Regions from separate parts of the Sus scrofa genome. Here region 1 is linked to region 2. The links are chromatin contacts, called in public targeted proximity ligation maps. All regions are on one chromosome and are shown on one strand. The core of a region is the stretch at or near the end of the contact, and the rest is flanking DNA. Distances in the headings are between cores, read along the strand shown. Region 1 overlaps NSMCE2 (E3 SUMO-protein ligase NSE2). Region 2 has its middle 120 kb from the start of TRIB1.

The links.
Region 1: a contact with region 2 is called in a targeted proximity ligation map of alveolar macrophages. A contact is called at or near these places in 1 of 47 Hi-C or Micro-C datasets (liver) and 1 of 2 datasets of targeted methods (alveolar macrophages).

What each region holds. Positions count from the first base shown.
Region 1 is chr4:14,500,774-14,503,591 of Sscrofa11.1, forward strand. All of the region lies in intron 4 of NSMCE2 (E3 SUMO-protein ligase NSE2), which reads right to left. Among named protein-coding and RNA genes, the nearest start is that of WASHC5, 96 kb to the right of the region's middle.
Region 2 is chr4:14,178,728-14,181,491 of Sscrofa11.1, forward strand. No RefSeq gene overlaps it. Among named protein-coding and RNA genes, the nearest start is that of TRIB1, 120 kb to the right of the region's middle.

The DNA of each region.
Region 1 (2,818 bases), core at 263-2,762, 320 kb after region 2:
TTGTTTTAATAGATGATTAACAAGAACAGTTTAAATTGTTTAAATAGAACAAACTAGAACAGAAAGTTTGAAAAGCAAATTTACTCATCAAATTTAGGAAAGGAAATTCCCCAATTAATTTCTACCAACTAAGCTCTTAAATAGATCCAGACGTGCTTGTAGAAAGTACCAGCTGACATTACTCAAGGGGGTTTCCTCACTTTTGTTAATTTCTGATTTCCTTGTCAGCAGGGACACACAATATTTGTTTCTAATTTTCAAATCAATGTATAACTAAAGTGAGCATGACTCAGTGAAAATGAAATGTATACAGCCCTTATAAATAAAATAAATATTCTCTAATTTCCCAACCAAAGTACACAAGTATCTGATGAAAGAAAATTAAGCTTTGGTACCACTGGAGGGAGAAAAACCTGCCAGCCATCTTCCCAGCACAATGCTTTCCTGTCTTTCTACAGTATCATCTCACGCTCTTTAATAGCTGCCACTTTAAAAGGCTCTCTTTAATTAAATAATTACCTTCTTGGGAAAATACAACTTCATCCTAAAATGACTAAATAGGATTCTCACCTCTCCACTTATTCAAATTTGACCTCTTCTTCCAAGTCTTGTTCAAAACTCATTTTTTCTGTGCAGCCATCACCCTCTTGTTTCAAAGACCCCTCCCTTCTCAGGTGTTAATTATATGAATCACATCCTGGCAGCTGATCATTTGCCTCCTCCCATTCTTTTTCTAATTCAGCAGTACTTAGTTTCTATTTCTCCCATGGCTCTCATTATTTTGCTTTGAATCACAGTGATTTGAAGTACCTGTTTCTCTGCTCCACCAAAAGGACTAGGTCATAGCCATCTGTGTACGATCTTTGATTATGCCCAGTCCTAGACACATCCATCAATAGGGCTTTGTTGGATTAAGTGCATATAGATTTTGCCCATCCAGTAAGAACACAAACTCCTTGAAAGAAAAGAATGTGCCAGATTTCTTTCTTCTCTATACCTAGATACCTAGCCTAGTGTCAGCCCCTAGACAGTTCTTTTTGAATATCCATTTGTTACATGTATATTCAACATATACCATAAAAGAACACCAGTTGTATTTTAATTTCACTTACGCTAAATTATCTCTACAGTTGCTTCGAGAGCTGAATAAACATGTCCCTGATCAAAGGGATGACTCAAAAAGTGAGATTACTTCAATTACCCCCTTGTTTTGAAGGTTGCACATTGAGAAGAAAGGTTAATCTCCTCTCACACCCCCCCCCAACACACGCACACGCACACACACATTCTTTCTCTCTCTCTCTCTCTCTCTCTCTGCCAGTGCTGTTTCAGTAGTTACATAGGATATTTGAGTGTTTCAAACAAACAAACATGAGCTGGGGCAATAAGACTGAAAACCTGGCCACAGTACTTTCTATCTCCTCCCACCAAGAGGCAGAGTCCTCTGTCCCACTCCTTGAACCTGGGCTGCCTGGTGACTGCTTTGACCAAGAGTCTAGCAAAAATTACACTGTGCCATTTCCATGCCGGGGCCTCAGAGATCTACTTCTGCTCTTGAGGATCTTACCTCCCTTCTGCCACTCTGTGGACAAACCTAAACCAGTCTGCTGGAGGATGAGACCACATGGAATGGGGACGAGCTGTCCTAATGGGGGCGGAGGAGGGGGAGCCCCAGACCAAGAAACCCCAAGCCAATCAGGCTGCTTACCGCAGCTGTGTGGCTGAGCCCCCAGCAGGACCAGCAGCAGAATCACCCAGCTAAGCCCAGTCCAAACGGCCAATCCAAGCCAAATAAATGGTTAAGTCACTGCGTTCTGGGGCGGTTTGTTCCACAACAAAAGTTGACGGAGCTGGAGGCCCAACACCATTTTAAACCGAACACTTGCATGGTGTTGCAATGCCAATTCCTATTCCACAGCAGTTTTGCACTTCAGAGCCAATGCAAATCATTTCTATATGTTTACTATTTATTTTTAAATAATCTTAAAATTCTAATTATAGTTGAATAAAATATTCTAACTGCAAGGAAAGCAGAACTTCTAAAAAATTGCTATCATTTTGTTTTCCTATTTCTAATAAATGCGTACACTTCATCTCCATTTCCTTATGCACCATGAGAATTTTTAAAACTACACAATGTGCTTCTTGCTTCAAAATTGGATAGGGGAAGTCTACTTATTAGGGGAAGTCAGATGTGATTTCTACTCTTTATTAAATAACCATATGTGAGAAGGGCAAAAAAAGTAATGAAGAGAACCCTCAATATTACCAACAAGAAAGAGAAACAAAACCAAAAGCACTGACAGAGTTCCTGTTGTGGCGCAGCAGAAACGAATCCAACTAGGAACCACGAGGTTGTGGGTTCGATCCCTGGCCTTGCTCAGTGGGTTAAGGATCCGGCATTGCCATGAGCTGTGGTGTAGGTCACAGACGAGGCTTGCATCCTATCTTGCTGTGGCTGTGGTATAGGCCGGCAGCTGTAGCTCCGATTCAACCCCTAGCCTGGGAACCTCCACATGCCTCGGATTCGGCTCTAAAAAAAAAGTAGAAAAAAAAGGCAATGACTAATTTCACCCCCCATCTTATTAGATTATGGAATTTAGTTTTTGAAATTGAAAAATATGAATAACTTTCAGTTTAGGACTGAGAGATTCGTGCATCTCAGGAAATTCAACTAAAATAAGAAAATGATACTTAGAAAAAAGTCTTTCTCCCTTTACTGTTTTTGGTCCATATGGCCCTTGGTCCTCCTCCCAGACACTGGAGCTTTCCTTGCTGGCTCCTCCTTTTCTTCTTCTCTGACTCCCTTGGACTCGTC
Region 2 (2,764 bases), core at 49-2,548:
GAAGCAATTGGGTGGAAACTTATCAATTCCATGTTCAATGTCTCCAATCACTTCCCTCCATCTAAGAGGAAATTTCCAAGTCCCAATGAAGCCTACAAAGTCTAACGTGATCTGGCTGCTACCTACTTCTCCCTGCTCCCCATCTGTTCTGGAATTTGCCAAGTGTACTCCCTGGCCACAGCTTCTTCTGGGAGCATTATTCCCCTGAAACCTGCATGTTACTTCCTTGTTTCATTCAAATAAAGGCCACTCTTGAACATGTAAGCTAACATTGTCCCCACCCCCAACCTTGCCTGCTTTACTTTGCTTCTTAGCATGTATAATTTCCTAATATTATATTATAGCTTTATTTGTTTATTTTGTATTATTCTTCTCCTCGACCTATACACATATACCTTGCCCTGAGTTGATACTCAGTGAGTATTTTCTGATAGTAATAACAGATGAGTGAAACACACACATACCTACTGTGTGGTCAGCACTGCCAGGATACAGAGGTGGGTGTGGCAGGCACTCTGGGTGGCTTGCCATTCTCCATCTTCCTTTTCTCCCTTAATAACACAATCCTGATTTTGTCCAGGAAACAATGGAACCAGCTGAAGAGCTCTATTCCCAGGTACCCCTGTAGAGAGATGTGACCATTTTGACTATATTCTGGTTGGTGTGGTGTACTTTTTCTTTGTTTGGTGGTGCTTCCAGGAAAGCTCCTAAAAAGAATGAGTGGACTTATCTGGGGGACCTTATATATCCCTGTCCCTTCTCTTTCTTGTTACCTAGAATGTGGACATAAGGGCTAAGACTTCCATGACTATCCTACAACCATAAGTCAATCTTGAGGATGGGACCTATGAGCTAAGGATGGTAAACCACACAGATAGAAGGAGCCCGGAACATCAAAAACATCACAACTGTCATTCTAGGCTGGTCTTCCTACCCCAGACATATATTAGCACAGAGAAAAATAAGCTCCATCTTTTTTCAAACACTACCTGCTAAAGGTACTTCTCAAGGATATTTTGAGTAATCTTCAGTATCTGACTTGAGGAACTGGCAACCAACGATAAGATGCAGACATATGCACTGACCCCCAGGGCAATGGGCTGGCCAGGAATTCAGCAGGGTCAATTGCTTTGCCCAGCATGGGACTTGGTGGGCAGGAGAGCACTTTTATCTCCCCAAGGAAGGATTGGGTCATCAGCTTGGCCTTTCACACTCTCAAATTGTTGGGTTAGGCAAGGACTGGCAGTGTGAGGGGTCAAACCACAGCAATTTCTGCTCCTTCTGGAGTCACCCAGTGGGGGAAATGTCACATGTGCTCATAAGGTGTCACCAGTCAATCAGAAGCACTAGCTCTGCATCCTCTCTGTGCCTAGTGTTGCATTAGATGCCATGGGGGGGGAGGGGGGCAAGGAGGAGATGTGGCTTCTATCCTCAGAAAGCTTACACTTACAGGTACTCACGAACTTACGTCTGGGAAGAATCTTAGTGGGAACCTTGGTTTCTTGGGTTCAAGTTTCCATGTAGGGGGACCTTACCCAGTGTAGCACTTCCTGCCTCATTTCCCCATGATGTTCACTCTTCACAGGAGGTGGGTCCACTTCTCTGATATGAGTTTGAGAACAAAAACAGATAAACACTTCTGGCTTCTACTCTTTAGGATCCACCTGAAGACCTGCCTATAGGATCATGTGCATGTAAGATAAGCATGGGGATGTTCAGAGTTTCCACTGAAGGGATGGACAAGTCTGTCTGACTCTGGGGAGAAGAATTACAAATCCCTTTTCTGGTGATCATACACTTGTGCCATGTCCTTCAACCCAAATTTTATCCATTAAAAAGTTGACATTTTTATCTCCATCTCTCTCTTAGTTCTGAATTCAGGAAGAGAAGGAATGAGTTATTTTTGGTCTTTCAATATAATTAATGTTGACAGCTGTTAAGAACAACTTCCAAACCTCAATTTCTTTACGTTGTAAAAGCTTTCATTCTCATCTCACAAAGTCCAATGGTGATACTTCTGGTCAAGAGGCTCTGCTGTAAAAAGCTAACTTAGGGACCTAGTTTGCTTTCATACTGTGTTTCCATGATTAGGTGGCTTCCAAGTCAACCTGGAATCATCCAGCCATGAGAGATAGGAAAAGCCTGGAAGATCACGGTGTGGGATATTTTATAGTGTAAACATCTAGGCCTGCAAATGTCAGAGGTCACTTCATTCTATGCTCCATTGCGCAAAGCAAATTACAATATGCAAAGAGGCCGGAAATGTCTTATTCATGTGCCAAGGAGGAGAGGAGAACTGGACATTGGTAAACTTCAGCAGGCTCTACCATGCCCAACATGGTCTAAGCCTGTCATCATGAAAGTGACCATTTTTGAGAATCGAAGACTGTAACTAAGTTGCCCAAAGCACACAGCCATTAGCAACAGAGCTGGGAAGAAAACTGAGCATCACCAAAGCTAGACAGTGTATGTGGAGGGGGGAGGGGTAAAACCGAGAGCCTCGAACCCATCTGCCCTACCTCAGGGAGTGGTAAGTTCCCTGACACTGGAAGAAGGCAAGCAGAGGCTGACCATTGAGAACCAAGTTTTCCATCAGACAACTGGATTACATCAGTGATTCCCACACTTTTCATTCTCAAGGGCCCCTTTCATAATTTTTCCCTTTGGACTTCATGTTTTGAAAGATTTTGTCAAACAAACAAACTCCACTTATTGAGTAATAACAAATACATTTCCCCACTTCTTAATCAAGTGTGTGTGTGTG